Regions from separate parts of the Pan troglodytes genome. Here region 2 is linked to region 1. Evidence: chromatin contacts called from public HiChIP or PLAC-seq data. All regions are on one chromosome and are shown on one strand. Each heading gives the region's core, a stretch centred on a gene start, on an enhancer-like site or on the middle of the called end of the contact. The rest is flanking DNA. Distances are from core to core; before and after follow the strand shown. Region 1 holds the start of NOC4L (nucleolar complex associated 4 homolog). Region 2 holds the start of LRCOL1 (leucine rich colipase like 1).

Evidence for each region. HiChIP or PLAC-seq counts read pairs in DNA pulled down with a chosen protein or histone mark.
Region 2: an H3K4me3 HiChIP or PLAC-seq map of stem cell-derived excitatory neurons shows a contact between it and region 1, with 8 times the contacts expected there. The contact joins the promoter of LRCOL1 here to the promoter of NOC4L in region 1. A contact is called at or near these places in 1 of 7 Hi-C or Micro-C datasets (stem cell-derived neural progenitor cells) and 1 of 1 datasets of contacts at active chromatin or transcription factors (stem cell-derived excitatory neurons).

Annotation. Positions count from the first base shown.
Region 1 is chr10:138,986,220-138,990,966 of NHGRI_mPanTro3-v2.0_pri, reverse strand. It overlaps NOC4L (nucleolar complex associated 4 homolog), which reads right to left and starts at 1,337. Exons shown (of 15, transcript XM_016924672.4): 1 at 1,139-1,337; 2 at 751-871; 3 at 60-166. The coding sequence starts at 1,255. It overlaps DDX51 (DEAD-box helicase 51), which reads left to right and starts at 1,412. Exons shown (of 15, transcript XM_016924671.4): 1 at 1,412-1,751; 2 at 1,835-2,007; 3 at 2,827-2,977; 4 at 3,283-3,428; 5 at 3,515-3,586; 6 at 3,749-3,855; 7 at 4,099-4,207; 8 at 4,285-4,430; 9 at 4,685-4,747. The coding sequence starts at 1,448.
Region 2 is chr10:139,509,103-139,514,197 of NHGRI_mPanTro3-v2.0_pri, reverse strand. It overlaps LRCOL1 (leucine rich colipase like 1), which reads left to right and starts at 2,805. Exons shown (of 5, transcript XM_016924678.4): 1 at 2,805-3,121.

The DNA.
Region 1 (4,747 bases), core at 88-2,587:
ATAACCTGGGAGTGGGGGTGCAGGGGATGGACAAGGATGAGGCCAGCCCAATGACCCACCTTGACCTGAAAGGAGGGGTGGCCCAGGAGCTCTCCCAAGCGATTGCAGCAGCTGTGATAGCGGTGTCTCATCCACACCTTGTACTTCCGTGTGGCTCCCTGGGACCCTGCAGACAGGTTAGGGTGGTCAGCCCACATGAGGCCCACATATGCCACCCTGGGCCCAGCCCAAAATCTCAGGCCTGGCTCCACCCTCCCATTGTCTTCTACTCAGCCTCCGCAGGTGGAAACAGGTCGCTATGGCCCCCAGACCTGTGCTGGGACCAGCACATTCCCTGAGCCCTGCAAACAGGAAGAGCACCTCCTACCCCAGGACTGCCCCAGCCAAGCTGCCAGGAGCAGGATCCACATCCCCTCTCTTTACTCCAAGACCTGATGTCCCCAGGATGGGGACATAAAGGAAGCTCCGAGTTTAAGCGACCGTGTCAGGATCAGTCAACATCAAATTACAAAAGGGGTGCAAAGCACACAAAAAGTCGTACCTTGTCCATTGTTCATCTACACTCAGCTGCAGGGCACCCATGTCACCCCTGCCCCAACGCCACCATCCATCTTCCACGGTGGGCTTGGTGCGTCCTCCCACCAGCCTGCACGGCCTGTGCCAGGGTTGGGGGCGCTCATCCCATGGTGACAAAGCCTCCCTCCGACCCACGGAAAGAGAAGAGCAGCCCCGGGGCCCTCCAGGGCTCACCTGTCATGACCATCTCCTCAGAGGGCAGCTGGCCCACAAACAGCTCTCCCCGCTCCAGCAAGGCCCCGAAAAGACGGCTGCACGTGCGGACTGCTTCCTGGAACTCCTCCTGGTCCTCAGACTGCAGCAGAGGCGGCGGCGGGGTGCCGAGGCGGCGGCAGGGCGCCCAGCCGGCAAGTGTCACCTTCGCCCCTGCCTAGGCTGCCCCCAACCCGTTCCCTTCCCCCTCGGGACGCCAGCCCCGTCACCCCCGACCCGTGACCCACGCGCCTCCCACCCTGACCCTCCAACGCCGTCTCGGAACCTCCTGGGGACCTGCCGCCGCAGCCCCCCATTCAAGTCCCGCTCCCGTGCCGCGACTCCGGCCCTGCGACGCCGCCAGGCCCACCTGCAGCACGGCCAGGATGTCGAACACGGCGTTGGCCTCACTGCGGCTCGCCAGCACCGCCTCCAGCCGGCGGCCCAGAGCCCGGCGAACTCCCGCGGCGCCCGGCTCCCGCTCCATGCCGCCGCCAACACGGGACAACGCGGATTCTCAGCCGCCGGCGCTCCCGTGACGTCACCACGGCGCGTAGAACCCGACGTCATCTCTACGCGCCGTACCCCAACCCCGTCTTTCGCGCGGAGCCCGAGTCCCAGGCGTGCCGCCGACGTCATCGCAGCGCGCCACGCCCGAGTCCCAGGCGTGCCGCTGGCCATGGCGCTGTTCTACGTCGCGCGGTACCCGGGCCCCGATGCGGCAGCTGCGGCGGGGCCGGAGGGCGCGGAGGCCGGGGCGCACGGCAGGGCCCGCGCGCTGCTCGAGCGGCTGCAGAGCCGGGCCCGCGAACGGCAGCAGCAGCGGGAGCCCGCGCAGACCGAGGCGGCTGCACCGACCGAGCCGGCGACCAGGAGGCGACGGCGGCCCCGGCGGCGGCGGCGGGTGAACGACGCGGAGCCGGGGAGCCCGGAGGCGCCGCAGGGAAAGCGACGGAAGGCGGACGGCGAGGACGCGGGCGCAGGTGGGCCGCGGGGCGAGCGGGCTCCCTCTGGGGCGCCGGCGACTCGGTGCTGACGCGCTGCGGGGTGGGTGTCTGCCTCGCAGAAAGCGACGAGGAGGCGCCGGGGGAGCCCAGCGCAGGGAGCAGCGAGGAGGCGCCGGGGGAGCGCAGCGCCAGCGCCGAGGCGGCCCCAGATGGACGGGCCCTGGAGGAGGCGGCCGGACCCCTGGTCCCCGGCCTGGTGCTGGGGGGGTTCGGGAAGAGGAAGGCGCCGAAGGTGAGCGTCGGCGGGCGGGAGGGTGGTCGGCGTGAGAGGGTAGGCTGCGCGGATTCTTAAGTGCGGCGGTCGCCCCGGAAGGTTTCGTTCAGTGAATGTTCCCGGGTCACAGCCGCGCCTCGCTGCCAGGCCTGCAGTTTCATCGCCTAGGGGTCTGGATCTTGCACGTGCAGAGCTCCCGTTTCCTCTGCTAGGCTTGCCCCTGTCCTCCCGCCGCGCCGCGCCAGTTCTCCTGCAAGATGTGTTTGCGTGAACGTGCGGGGTTTCCTGCTGTGCGCTCACCGCCTCAGGAGTAAGTCAGAGGCCGTTCTGCAAGCCCCTGACCGTTGGTGTTTTTGCTTAACACGTGTAGTTTTCGGTAAAGAGATTTCCGACGAGACAGGTGAAGAAAGCGAGAAGTTTGGCAGAGTGCTCGGGCACCTTAGGTAGGGCAGGTGGAGGAGATTCTCTTTGAGTTGGGATGCAAAGACTTGAAGCCAGGTCAAGGTTGGGGGTTGGGGGTGCCAGGCAGAGGCCTCGAGGCAGGGACGCCGGCGTGGCTGGGGCAGGCGAGCGCCAGGTCACAGGACCTCCTGGCTGCGGGAGCGTGGATGCCACTGTGGGTTGATGGGAGGCTACAGAGTGAGTTTGCTCAGGGAGTGGCATCTGCTTTTACTGTTTAACTTCTGAAGGCTGTATGGAAAGCGCATCCTGGGGCTGAGAAGGAGCTGAAGACTACAGAGGTTTCCCCAGGCTCCCTCCCCCAGCTGCTTCCACCGTGGGCTTCTGCGCGAGAGCCTGGAAAGCGCTCACCTGGCCTCTCTTTCTTTTTGATGGCAGGTCCAGCCTTTCCTGCCAAGGTGGCTGGCTGAGCCTAACTGTGTCAGAAAGAATGTCACGGAAGATCTGGTTCCTATCGAGGACATCCCTGACGTCCATCCTGACCTGCAGAAGCAGCTGCGGGCACACGGCATCTCGTCCTACTTTCCAGGTGCCCCAGCCCCGGGCAGGCAGCTGAGGGAACACCTCCCTGGGCACCCACACACAAGGCTGTGAGTGGCCGTGGGTCAGGCGTCCCTGCCACATCGGTGCCAAGTGTGGTCTCAGCACCCTCAAGCTCATGGTTCCCACTTGGATCTCCTGAGGCTGGCGTTCCTCTGGGCCTTGGTGCCATCCCTCTGGGGAGCGGTTCCCAGGCCTCCAGCAGAGCAGCCCAGCCCAGAGGTCACAGGCAGGGAAGCAGCAGGCCTAGGCCTAGGCGTAAACACGACTTCTCTCTCGCCTTTCCTCATCCAGTCCAGGCAGCTGTGATTCCCGCCCTCCTGGAGAGCGCAGCCTGTGGGTTTCTGGTGGGCAGAGGCGGCTACCGGCCTAGCGACCTCTGTGTTTCTGCCCCAACAGGCAGTGGGAAGACACTGGCCTTCGTCATCCCTGTGGTGCAGGTCTGTGTGAGGGTCCCCTTTCTCTACAGCGGGTGTGCAGAGGACAGGTAACAGCCTTGCTGACGCAGGCGCCCCTTCCCCCTCAGGCCCTGCTTTCGAGAGTGGTCTGCCACATCCGTGCCCTGGTTGTGCTGCCCACCAAGGAGCTGGCCCAGCAGGTATGTGGACCCTAGACCTGGAGTGTGGCACCGCCCGCCTCAGCTTCCCTGCTGAGTGCACAGCGATCAGCCCCTGGGGGACCCAGATTAGATCTGGGGTCCTTTTTGCTGCAGTAGGTGGACACCAGCTACCTCCAGGCCAGTGACAGACTTCTCCTGCAGGTGAGCAAAGTTTTCAACATCTACACAGATGCCACACCTCTGAGAGTCTCCCTGGTTACGGGACAGAAGTCTCTGGCCAAGGAGCAGGAGAGCCTCGTCCAGAAAACGTAGGTTGTGTCAGGGTGCGGGTTTTTCAGGGGGTCCCTGCTCAGCCCTGCAGGTGGCCTGAGGCACCGTGGGAGCAGAGGAGGGGCCAGCATCTTTAACCATCTGTTCCCGTGAAGAGAAGGAGCTCCCACCCGCCCCCTTCCCATGTGGGGTGGAGTCGGGGCTATGGGGCGAGGCAGCGTCTTGCTATCCGGAAGCCCTTGAGAAAGCTTCCTTCTCTCGAGCCGCTCTCTGGTCTGTAGAGGTGATGGGTACCGCTGCTTGGCTGACATCGTGGTAGCCACCCCCGGCCGCCTGGTGGACCACATCGACCAGACCCCAGGATTCAGCCTCCAGCAGCTCCGCTTCCTGGTATGTCCCCGCCCCAGGGGCCTGGGCTTTGAGCTCAGGGCCGCGCCACCCAGTCCCGGGCTCCCTGTCTCCTGCAGGTTATCGACGAGGCTGACCGGATGATTGACAGCATGCATCAGTCCTGGCTGCCGCGGGTGGTGGCGGCCGCCTTCCAGAGCGAGGACCCCGCGGACCCCTGTGCCCTGTTCCAGCGAAGGCAGGCCCAGGCTGTGACAGCCGCCAGGTATCCAGCAGCACTCCCAGGTGCTGGCCTCCCCTGAGCAGAGTCCTCTGCACACAGCTCTCCTTCCTTAATGCCCAGAGATAAGGCTGGCTTGAGCTCTGGTGCACAGAACCGCATCGTTCTGTCACGTGAGCTGGACCCACCTTGCTCCTGGTCTGCGGCAGTCTCTACAGTGCATAGCGTGAGGAATCCTGTTCCCTGGAGGTTCGGGGCAGCCACTGGTAGGGTGCCAGCAACACCTCCTTCTCTTCCAGCACCTGCTGTCCCCAGATGCCCCTGCAGAAGCTGCTCTTCTCAGCTACTCTGACCCAGAACCC
Region 2 (5,095 bases), core at 1,556-4,055, 520 kb before region 1:
CATGTTGGTCAGGCTGGTCTCAAACTCCAGACCTCAGGTGATCCACCCCCTTCGGCCTCCCAAAGTGCTGGGATTACAGGCCTGAGCCACAGCACCCAGCCAGCATGGTCTTTCTTAAAGGCTCTTAAAAGAGGGCTCTTGGCCCCTGCTGGGATTACAGGTTTGAGCCACCCCACCTGACCTGGTTGACATAATTTTGAATGGTGAAGAGAATAATTGCTTTTCCCCTGCACTCAAGAGTAAGACAAAAGTGTCCTCTCTTGCCACTTCTATTCAATATTATGCTGAGATTCTAGTTATGACAAGTAGGTAATAAATTGAGAAAAACTGCAAAAGAAGTAAGATCATCTCTATATGCAGATGGTATGATATTGTATAAGGGAAACCCTAAGGAATCCACTGGAAACTGTTAGAGCTATTAAGTTCAGAGAGGTTTCAGGATACAACATAAATATACAAAAATCAGTTATATTTTCTTTCTTTCTTTTTTTTTTTTTGAGACAGGGTCTCACTCTGTCACCTAGACTAGAGTACAATGGTACCATCTTTGCTCACTGCAACCTCCGCTTCCTGGATTCAGGCAATCCTCCCATCTCAGCCTCCTGAGTGGCTGGGACTACAGGCATGCACCACCACACCCAGCTAATTTCTTATTCTTGTATGTTTTGTAGAGACAGGGTTTCCCATGTCTTGAACTCCTGGACTCAAGCAATCCACCCTCCCCAGCCTCCCAAAGTGCTGGAATGACAGGTGTGAGCTGCCACGCCTGGCCAAGTTTAATTATTTTAGATTCTTCAGGCAAATGAAATCATGTAGCATTTGTGTTTCTGTGCCTGGCCTGTCTCACTGCATACTGCCCTCAAGGGACACCCATGTTGTAGCATATGGCAGCAGTTTCTTCTTTTTTAAGGCTGAACAGTATTATGTTGCCTGGACACACCACACTTTATCCATCATTCATCCATCAATGGGCATTTAGGTGGTTTCCCACTAATCTACTTTCTGTTTCTATGGATTTGCCTGTTCTGGACATTTTCTATACACTAACAGATTTATTTTTATTTGCTTAAAGCCTTCTCTCTCAAAAAAGTTTATAACATATCTGAGATATAATTCACATATTATACAATTCACCCATTTAAAGTGTACCTTCATTGTTATTAGTATAATTACAAGATTGTGCAAACTCCACCATGATGTAAATTTAGGATATTTTCATCACTCCAAAAAGCTTGCTCCCCTCCCCTCCCCATCCCGCCCTGCCTCCCCTTGCCTCCTGCCCTACACGCTTCCACTGGGTGAGGAAGCGTGTAGTCCCTGAGCTGTCTCTGGGACTCATTTTTGGCCAATAGAATGCGGTTGAGGTGATGTTGTGTGACCTCTGGGTAGGTCAGAAGAAGCCTTGCAGATCCTCCTGGAGCTCTTGCTCTGGGGAAGGCACTAGCCACCCTGAGGCCGTCATGTTGTGAGGAAGCCTCTGCGAGCCTCATGGGGGCCACGTGAAGAGGAGAAGAGTTGATGGGCTCCCAGCCCATCAGTCCCTCCAGCTACCAGATGCAGGAGTGAAGGAGCCATCTTGGACACAGCCCTGTTGAGTCTTCAGATAATTGTCGGCAGCCTAGCTGCTACGTGAAAGCTGATGCCTAAGCAACACGTGTGAGAACCGCCCAGCTGAGCACAGTCAACCCACAGACACAGCGACCATCACAAGTCATGTTTTTGGGCTACTGAGTTTTGGGTGCTTTGTTTTCTGGTGGTCGACAGTGCAGGTGCTGCATTAGACTGGGTACATGTGCTCCTCGTTCCTGTTGCCAGAGGCCAGGGCTCACTCTGAATTCCCACCCTGACTCCCCACATTCACACCCCTCAGCATCCCCACTGCTCTTCCCTGCCTCTCTCTCTGCTCCTTGTCCCCCCCAGCCCTGCTGACTCAGCCTCCTATCCCCTCTGGCCGGGCATGCGTGATATCGCATGGGTCCTCTCGCTTCCAGCCTCGCCCTGCCCATTACAGAGGCCACCATGCACCCAGGAGCTTCCACATCCTGCCTGTGGTTCTCACCCGAGACCCCTTTAATGGTCTCGGCGTTCAAAAGGGCAGCATGATTGGCACTCGAGCTCCAGGGCTGGCTCCTCCCCACCCTCTCTAGTGTCCCCCTGGGCTGTCCCTGGCCTCCCCACCCTCCCCGCCTCAGCTCCCCAGACACTGGGCCGTGCCCCGCCCCTCCTCCCCGTGCCCGGCGCTCTCCTTGCTCTCCCATCCCCACTGGGCCGTGCTCCTGGCAGCAGGTGTCGTGCAGGTGTCTCTGTGAGGTCTCCCTGACATCCCTGCTGTGCGGTGTCCCCCTGGCACCTCCGTCGTGCCCCTAACGACGCCCACCACTCTCTGCGCAGTGTGTTCGTTGCCAGGCCCAGCTCTCGCACTGGACTGAGAGCACCAAGTTGACACCGGGGCACAGCCTGCTCCCCCGCTGAGCCTGCCGCGGCGCCTGGCACATGGTCGATCACAAATAAATAACGAGCAAACAGCCCATACGCGTGTACTGCATAAGCAGATGCATGTGGAGATAAAGAAAGACCACCCAGACGACAGCAAGCCCAGGCTCTGAGTTCGGAGCTTGGGAGCGCCCCACCCTGAGATCAGCAGGCAGGGGGCGGGGCACAGGTCCCTCCGCTTAGGGTGGTGGTGATGCTGTGGGGAAGGCAGGGGCGGCTGATGGAGGGTCAGGTGTCCGGTGGTTGGTGAGAGGACGTGTTTGGCGTCCTCTGGTTGGTCCTGAGTTGGAAGTGGGGGCAGAACACAGAGAAAAAAGCTCTGCAATTGGCTGCAGAGGCGGAGCTGCTGCTTCCAGCTTCTTTGTGGTCCGGAGTCAGTAGCCGTGTGGGACTGGCCCCTGTCCAGACGCCTACACTGAGCCTCTCCTGTGGGGAGATGAGCGTCTTTCTCCTGGGACCGAAGGAGGGAACAAGACGGAGAAGGAAGAGGCGGGGCTGCGACTGTGCCCAGCGTGCTGCCGGGTCCCTGCTCTGGGTACTTCTCTGCTTTCGGGCGTCTCGTCTAGAAGCTGCAGCTTGGCCTGTCTCACCTCTACACAGAGGGGCTGCTGGCGCCTGACGGAAAAAGGTAGGGCTGCTGAATGTCCACCCAGCTGTCAGCCACCAGGGAAGTTTTCAGCAAGGGAGGCCCAACCTCACGAGTCACTCGCACGTCCTGTCCTCGGGGTGTCAATAGGACGCGTGCACAGCCCAGAGCCCAGGATCGACCCTGCAGCGGAGCCAGTTCTGCCCTCGGCCGGGGTGCCCTGTGGGGATGACCCCACCTGCCAGGTGCCCGGCCCGGCCCTGCTGGGCCGCCGAAACTCAGAAGAGTCTGGGCAGGGGTTACAGCACCAGCCCCAGGGTCTTACGCTCAAAACATGAAAGCTGTGGTTTCGCAGACGATCTATGGAGATTTGTAACGTCTTTGACAAGATTTAGCATCAAGCTTTTTACTTAGCTGATTGAACTACTATAGAAACAAACTAGATATTGATAATTGCAGGAAAAACTGAAGAAGTGTCTGATCCAAGAGATTTTTAAGCAAATGTCCTGGAATAGAGACCCCCATATATAGAACATTTGAAAATAATGAGCTTCCATCCCAGGGGCAACAGCACCTCCAGGGCACTCGTGAGGTCTGCCTGTGACCTTTGCTTTTATTGTGGTAAAATACCTTTAACATAAAGTTGACCATTTTAACAATTTTTTTTTGAGATGGAGTCTCACTCTGTTGCCCAGGCTGGAATGTAGTGGCGTGATCTCGGCTCACTGCAACCTTTGCCTCCAGGGTTCAAGCGATTCTCCTGCCTCAGCCTCCTAAGTAGCTGGGACTACAGGGATGCGCCACCACACCCAGCTAATTTTGTATTTTTAGTAGAGACAGGGTTTCACCATGTTGGTCAGGCTGGTTTTGAACTCCCGACCTCAGGTAATCGCCCACCTTGGCCTCCCAAAGTGCTGGGATTACAGGCGTGAGCCACCCCATGCCCGGGCCGTCTTAATGATTTTTAAGTGCACAGGTCAGTGGCATGAAGCACATTCACGTTGCTGTGCAGCCATCACTGCCATCCATCTGCAGAGCTTTACATCTTCCCAAATGTCAACCGGCCCCATTAAACACCAACCCCCACCTGCCCTGGGCACCACCATCGTACTGTCTGTCTCTGTGGGTTTGACGACTCTGGAGACCTCACACGTGGGATCAAACGGTATTTGAGCTTCTGAGAGGGGCTCGTTCCCTCAGCATCAGGTCCTCAGGGTGACTGTGTGGCCCCTGGGTCCGAGCTGCCTTCCATTTCTGGGGCCACGGACGTCCCATTGCGCGTACATATCACATTCGGGGCAGGGGGCATGTAACACGTTCGTCCACCCTCTGGCCGTCGTGAAAAACGCTGCTGTGAACGGTGTGACCTGTGACCTGTTAGACACCGGACTTTCCCAGCACAGGCAGCTGCCTGTTCCTGGGCTGAGCAGGGCCCTTTGATCTGTCAGGCACATCGTGCTCCATTTGGAAACGAAGCCTGTGAACTTTGCAAGGACCTACGAAAAGGTTTGAGACCAGAAAAAAATTTTTCCTGGTTCCAAGTACAGGAAAGATACTGCAAGCTTGAAATTTAGACAAGTTCTAGTTGTGATTCAATTTAGCTTTTATGTAGTTACATTAAGCATTATATTTAAAACGGGCACAGTGGCTCACACCTGTCATTCCAGCTACTCGGGAGGCTGAGCTGGGAGGATCACCTGAGCCCAGGAGGTTGAGTCTGCGGTGAGCTGCGATTGTGCCACTGCACTCCAGCCTGGGCAACAGAGCAAGGCCCCATTTCTAAACAAAGTTATATTGAACAGGCTTGATATGATTGGAAACAGGGCTTACTAAGTTTGCCCGATGGCTGGGGATGTGGCCATTCATCTTGGAAAGTGTCGACATGACTCATTTGTCTGGGGTCAGGGCTCCAGGATCAGGTGCCAGGGGCGTCTAAGACCTTTGACCTTTGACTTCCTGTGAGGGAGGTAAAATCAGTTCCTGACCTCGTGGTGCTCACGCAGCGGCAGGAAAGAC